Regions from separate parts of the Sus scrofa genome. Here region 2 is linked to region 1. The links are chromatin contacts, called in public Hi-C maps. All regions are on one chromosome and are shown on one strand. Each heading gives the region's core, a stretch centred on a gene start, on an enhancer-like site or on the middle of the called end of the contact. The rest is flanking DNA. Distances are from core to core; before and after follow the strand shown. Region 1 holds the start of ALCAM (CD166 antigen). Region 2 has its middle 220 kb from the start of ALCAM.

What was found. A called contact is a pair of places that touch in the nucleus more often than the background predicts.
Region 2: a contact with region 1 is called in a Hi-C map of embryonic fibroblasts, with 1.6 times the contacts expected there. The contact joins the enhancer-like site here to the promoter of ALCAM in region 1. A contact is called at or near these places in 1 of 5 promoter capture datasets (liver), 3 of 47 Hi-C or Micro-C datasets (embryonic fibroblasts, fetal heart ventricle and skeletal muscle) and 2 of 2 datasets of contacts at active chromatin or transcription factors (alveolar macrophages and skeletal muscle).

Annotation. Positions count from the first base shown.
Region 1 is chr13:153,996,266-153,999,652 of Sscrofa11.1, forward strand. ALCAM (CD166 antigen) reads right to left here and starts at 1,976. Exons shown (of 15, transcript XM_013982482.2): 1 at 1,168-1,976. The coding sequence starts at 1,240.
Region 2 is chr13:154,212,255-154,216,082 of Sscrofa11.1, forward strand. No RefSeq gene overlaps it. Among named protein-coding and RNA genes, the nearest start is that of ALCAM, 220 kb to the left of the region's middle. Within about 2 kb of position 2,242, at least 7 of the 83 cell types and tissues checked have an H3K27ac peak or open chromatin away from gene starts, as enhancers often do.

The DNA of each region.
Region 1 (3,387 bases), core at 726-3,225:
TGACCTCAGTTAGCCAACGACTGAAAAGATGTGCAGAAATTAAAGATGCAAAAAGGAAATGAGTTTTTTCTTTGATCAAAACTAAAGAAAAGGGCACGAGAACAAACAGGCCGAAATAACAGGAAGTAGGAGTTTTACTTTCAACTGTATACGAGGGGCTAGAGATCAAAACTTCAAAAGGAGAAAAAAATCCCCCCCCCCCCAAATCCTCAAGTCTAGCTAAAAATTAACCTGCTGCTCTGTCAAGTGACCGCGAGCACTCAGAATGCCCTGTTAGGACCAACTCCTGTCTGCCGCCCTGCGGGACTCAGGATGACAGCGCCAGGGGACGTCCCTAAGGGTGAGGAAAGGGATTTCCAGACTCGATGTATTAGTTGTTGGGGTTTTTGCCTTTTTTAATTCCAAAGCTCAATAGAGAACTGAGAACTGAGGTTGAATGACAGGTCCTAAACAATCACAACTCCCTCATCAAGGGATCACAAACCTAGCTGCGAATTCCAGTCCAGGCTGCGTTCTTTGCCTGCCACCACCCATACCCTCATCATCTCTACCCTCAGCACCCATCCAGACAAGACGGGGCGGGGCGGGGGAGGGGGCAAACCATGATGGGAGCTTTAGGAGGTTTCTAAAGGCAGTGATTAAAGTCCTCCCTTTCTCTTCTACCCCTCCCATTCCTTCACCTATTACCCAGGGGAAGTTACCAGGGAATTTATCTCGAAAAAGTGCGAATTGTTGACTCAGAGAGCTAAGCGAAAGGAAAACTGCCCGGAGCTCAGTGACGTGGACTTTGATATCCTGAGACGGAGGTACTGTTCAGAGGGCAAGAGCTGGCTGCCCAGAAGGGAGCCGCAGGAGGAAGAGAGAGCCAAACGAAGCCTGACCGAGGACCCCTGGAACCCCGACCCGAGCCGCACCCAAACTTCCCAGAGATTTAATTAGTGCCCCCAGGAGCTGCCCGAACTTAAGCCAACCGACTGAACCCAAACGTGTGGCACAGGTGAGGGAAATCAGGGCCAGCTCTGTGCCTGCACCGCTGTTCCCTTAGCTACCTGCCCCCCACGTGCGCCTGGGAGCACCGCCCCAGGGTTGTAAGGCCGGGGCCGGGAAACTGGGAAACTGACCCCCCGGCCCGGCTCGGCCTGGGGCTGCTCCGAGGCCCTTGCTTACCTGGCCGAAGAGCAGCAGCTGAGATCAAGAGGCAGAAGACCAGACGGCAGGAGGGGGCCGCCTTCGATGCCATATTCCTCCTCCTTCTCTGGGAGCACCGACTGACTCCGCACCGCAGGAGGGGGCGTCGTTCCCGGCCCCGCGCTGCCCGCGAGCTCGCGGGTCGGGACGCTGGGGGCAGCGGCTTTTCCCAGACACACCGCCCTCTGGGTTGTGGCGCTGCACCTCCGGGTCTCCGCCGCCCGCAACTTTCCACCACGCAGTGCCCCAACTCCTCCTGGCTCCCCTTAAACACCCGCCCTTGTCCCCTTCGCCTGCTCTTCCCGGAACCAGCGACCCCTCTCTTCCCGGGAGACACTTGAGTAATTCGGATAGGTGTTCTCGGTTCTTTTCAGACGGTCAGTTATTTACCTTCTCTCGGAATAATAATAATAATGGTAGTGGCAGTGTGCATAGAAAGCCCAGGGCCAAAAAAAGAATCGTTGGGTGTTGCGACAGGGGAGCGATAGATCCAGGCAGTCTCCTCAGGTGGCAGCGGCGGTGGCAGAGATAGCAGTGGCGCCAGCAGCGGTTTCTGGGCTGCTCTGAGTGGAGGGACTGGAAGGCGTGTGTAAGCTGCCGCTCTCCTCCTCCCCCCCCACCTCCCGCCTCCTCCTATCTCCTCTCTTCTCCCGGCTTCCCAGGATGAGCCCAGCGCAGGTATCTGCAGCCTAGAGGCGCTGCAAGACCGAGTCCGAAACTGAGTCTAGCTCTGGAACTTCACCCGGGAGGCGCGCGTCCGCGGTGGCGTCTTCCAGCCGCCGTGTGGGGCCGGGCTTTCTAGTGGCTCCGCCCCCTGGCCCCGCCCCGCCAATAGGGAACAGACCCTGGAGCAGCGCGCGCCGGGGTGGGCCCCCTGGACTGCCACTTCCAGGTGGCGTTACCATCGCCCTAGTCACCTACGGACTTTCAGTTCACACTGCCAGAGCGGCTTCGCTGGGGGTCAAATTGCCCTTTTCTTGCCCCCCCTGACGCCTATGCACTGGCTCACTCCTCCGGGACTTTTCCATCGTGATACTGCAGCCTCCTTCAGTAAAGAGGGTTGATAAGGCAGGGAGGTGGGGAGTAGAGACCACGCCAGGGATTAGCATTTTGGGTCCTAGGGCGGGAGCAGAAAAGGAAGGACGGGTTTGGAGGTGACAAAGGTGGGAACTTGCCTCCTGGGAATTAACAGGAACAATGAGCTACTAGGCTGATTCCTCCCCTTACTCCCCCCACATCCCCTTCTCGAACACACCTTGTTCGGCAGGCTGAGCACTTGAGCCAACTGCCTACTACCAAATAGGGGAAAAAACAAACAAGAAAGAAAAGAAAAGAAAGAAAGAAAAAAGAAATTTACTCTTTCCCTAGGAAAATTAAAACAGGAATTTCTAGATCACACTTTGTCACACTGATTTTCCCAGTGTCTACAAAAGCCAGAGCATGTGTCTCTTTTGAGTTAAGCGGCGATTTTAAGTTACAAACAGAAAATCTTCAAGTTACTCAGATTGAAAGCCAAGCTCCTCCTTGTTCATTCCAGAAAGCCAGGCATCCCAGCAGATGGACAGGCTTCGCCGCATTTCTAAAGATTGAACCACCTCCCAGGCGGAACATAGAGAAGCTGCGTTGCTTTCAGATCAGGCAGAGAGCATGAAGGAATATTTTCCTCTAGAATACAGGGGTGGAACTGTTGGAGCCCTAAGTGGCTCTAAATCAGAGATGTGGGATCACAACTCTCATCCACGAATCATAATAAAATCTTGGTCCCAGAACCACTTCGCAGGGGCATTAAATAGCCTTCCGTGCATCACAGGGTCATCCCTGTGTGAGGTTAGTCTCCAGCCTTTCATCAGAAGGCTTCGAATCACCAGCTAGATGAGAGTGAGGGGAGTTGGCGGCGAGAAAAATAAAACAAGCGCAAGCGTGTGCGCACACACACACACACACACACACATCTTTGAATCTTTTATCTTTTCAGGCTCGGCACTATTAAGCTCCACCTTCCACTGTGATTTTATCGAAAGCCTCCCAGCCTTGTCCTCCCGTCCTCCTTACATTAACAGGATTCTAGAGTAGGGCTCTTATACATTTCCTCTCAAAAGAAATAGTTTCTCCCGCTTGGTTTTCACATTAACATTTCATTTGCTTCTTAAAAACCAACAGGAAAGCTAATGCTATGAGGCAAATGCCTATTAATTCAGT
Region 2 (3,828 bases), core at 992-3,491, 220 kb after region 1:
CAGCAGGCTCCTAAAGTCTTAGTTTTATTTTACATCAAAATATTTGTCAGTAACTTGACAAATAAATTATTTAAAGTGGTAAGAGTTGATCCGTATAATAATTTGTCAGGCACATCTATTTTAAATGCATACATACATACATGCATACACAAACATGCATATATGCTGGGCACTTATTATAAAATGCTATAGTAGAAAAGTTTACTTTAAAAAAGGGAAACTAAGAAGACATAAGTACCCTGTCCTTTTGCCTCATTAAAGATTATGCTTTTGCAACTTGGGAAATGGACCTGTTTCTCAGACCTTCTTCTTTATCAGAAAATATAAACAACAAGGATCTATTTTCCTTTAAACTTGATTTCCTGTTAATTCCAATTCCTCACTTTCTAGGTCCATTTGTGACCCAATCAATATTGTAAATAGCAGTGGCTAATACTTGACTTCCCTTACTCCCTGAAGACTGGTGCATAGATGACTGTGACACCTTTCTTTGCTTGCTAGAGATTAGAGGAGCAAGTGAGTCACAGGAATGAATATGTGACAAGGGACTCTACTTGGTGTATGTAGCCTAGTTGTTTTGCAGAAACCGTATAATGGTAAGTGCTAGGGTCACCACTACAGAGAACCAGCTCTTTGTTCTATCCTGAAGGCAAAAAGACTTAAATGATGCAGCAATGGCAAAAAAAAAAAAAAAAGGTGTAAAATGCTGGGTACACTCTTTGCATTCTTCAGAGGTCATAACAACCATGGATCCATCTCTGCCTTATGTAATACTGTATTGTTATAAGTATTCTTAAAAGTAATAAATGCTCTCAAATTGAAGCTATTGGCAGGATTTTACTATTATTTTGAACAAACTCATAAAAAGCAAAAGTGAACCCAAATTTTTTGATAAAGAAATTAGTCAAAGATAAAGACCTAGTTTTTGTAGCTGGATGGCAGATAGAGGAAGCCAAGATGAGAATCATCTAGTCTGTAAAAATCATCATGAAGTTTCTCCTCAACCAATGGTACAGAGAAATTACTATAAAATAGTTTCCTTGGGTTTTCTTTTTAGACAGAATATTAACTCATCCTGAGAATGTATTTAAAGAGCAGTTGGTACAGAAGAATATTGGTAACAACTGAAATAATCACAATATTACCATTGCAAAGATTGGATTTGCTAGTGATATTCTTTTATTCACTTAAATACCGTTGCATATTAGCAGCATTCTTTTCAAGGCTGATTTCCTTCTCAGGAAATTATAATTTACTCTACATTTCATTTAACTAATATTTGATTTCCCCTTGGAAATGCTTTTATGTAACCCAATTTTTGTCATTCAATGATGGTATTTAATCTACTTTGTATAAAATCACAAAATACTTGTAATTTTATTATTGTCATTGCTAGTATTGTTGCCAGAGCTTATAAGATCTATCTGAAATCTTATTGAAAGCTTATATATTATATCTACTAAAAATGGATATTTAACTTTTAGTATTAATTCACTTAATTAATTTTAGAGATGTCACATTTTAATTCTGGGTAACACATTTCTAAGACTGTTTAAGATAGATTTTATTTCGAAAGCTGTATATTTCAGTTATCCACATAGATCCACGTGATTCTGCAGTTTACTCAAAGGTCATTGGACCCTTAAGAATACAAAATAAGATGCAACATCACCAGCATAGGAATATCTGAGCCTGGTTAGCCTCAGACAAATTGGGAATGTTGTTCATTCACTGTGATGTTAATAGACTATGATGTCATTTTAGGGCAATGTAGATAGAGGCCAGACAAGGAGAAGAAGGGAAAAAAAAAAAAAAAAAAAAAAAAAGAGCTGATTCATGCCGAAGAAAGAAAATCCTAAACAATTATAGAATGGCTCCAAAGCAGTGACCAGGAAATTACTTTCTGAGTTAGATGCTCCAGGGCAAAAGTCTTTCTTTAACAAATATTGTTTAAGGCAGTGAAATCTGTTTGCCATCATTTCTTTCCTCCTAGGTGATTAAATGCAGAAGAAAAACAGTCATTTGATAGCCACAGAAGCTATTTACTGAAAGTATATTCGATCACCATAAACATTATTTTTACACAAGACTAGCAAAAGATACTATAGGGGATCCCATAAAACATTTTTGAAAAGAAAAAAATGATAGTACCATATATTTTTATGAGGGTTTCAGAGTGATCTGTATGCAGCTGTTCCCCCCAAGTACTGCCTGACATTGTAAGCTCTGGTTTTGGAGCCAGATGGCATTAAATTCAGTTCCCAAATGGGAGAGATTTCATCGGCTAAAGAATAGATTCAGAGCTTGTTTTGTTTTGTGACTAAGGATGATTTCTGGTTATTCTCTTTCTACTTCTCATTCTATTAAATGAGATAATCTATTGTAATATAAACCCTAAATATATGTAAAGACAGACATAAAAAAGCCTGATATGGTCTCAAATTGAAATTTTCTTTTTTTCTTTTTCTGTCTCTTCCTTTTGAAAAATTGACATAAGTAGTTCTGCAGGAAAAGATGATTACACTTATTCTCTAGTAGAGAAGCTGAAAGGCTTAGTTTGAATGAGAAAGGACAGACCCAAACTCTCAAGGTAAAAACAGGCCTTATCCATGAATAGTGTGGGGTGCTACTTAAGAGCAAAGTTGCCAATGAATGTGATGAGACAAAAGAGCTACTGTAAGCCCTGGTGTGAGTGATTGAGTGATTCACTATGTAAAGTTGGGATCCTTTATCTAGGCCAACTTAAGTGACTACCCAGTCCCCTAATGCTGGGTTAAGACTCCTTAATTTGTCCTTTGACTGTGGCATATCTGCTTCATTCTCTTTTGTCTCAGACTTTTCCTCCTGGAACCCTTTCATCTCTCTTATCATTTCCCAGTCCAAGGGAAGGAGTTGCCTCTTTAAACTTTTAGACCTATCCTTAAGGATATAGACTACTGAAACACAAGATACAAAGAGATTCAAGATTTTTTTTTCCAGGTCTGCCATATCACCTTCTTGAGATAATAAGTAAAAAAATTGCCCAAATTAGTTTTTCTCAACATCAGCTGAACAAAAGAATCATCTGTGGGAAATTTTCAAATAGTCCAGTGTGTGAGTCTTGCCCCCAAGATGTACACTGCTGGCATAAGGACTATTTTTTTTTAATTACTTAATGAATTTTATTATATTTATAGTTGTACAATGATCATCACAACCAAATTTTATAGCATTTCCATCCCAAACCCTCAGTGCATCACCTCACCCCCCAACCTGTCTTATTTGGGAATCATAAGTTTTTCAAAGTCTGTGAGTCAGTATCTGTTCTGCAAAGAAGTTCATTGTGTCCTTTTTTTTAGATTCGACATGTAAGGGATAGCATATGATGTTGGTGTCTCACTGTCTGACTGACATCACTTAGCATGATTATTTCTAGGTCCATCCATGTTGCTGCAAATGCCATTATTTCTTTCCTTTTAATGGCTGAGTAATATTTCATTGTGTATATGTACCACACCTTCTTTATCCACTTCTCTGTCGATGGACATTTAGGGTGTTTTATGTCTTGGTATTTGAATGACCAAGCATTGAGCTACAAAGGATGTGATGTCTATGAATATAATTATATTGAAGGGAAACTGTAGCATTGAAATCAACACTTATGGCATGTTAAAAAGAACAATATTATAAACTTAGTAATTTCAGTACTTGAAAGTTTACTAGACATTGTCCAAAAAAACCCAAAGTATCATATATGTGTAAAAATCTAAATCAATGAAAAATCTGTACTTTTTTAAAAGGGAAAGTGACAGTGTTGCTTACCTTCCCTCATAGGTTCATTCCACTGTG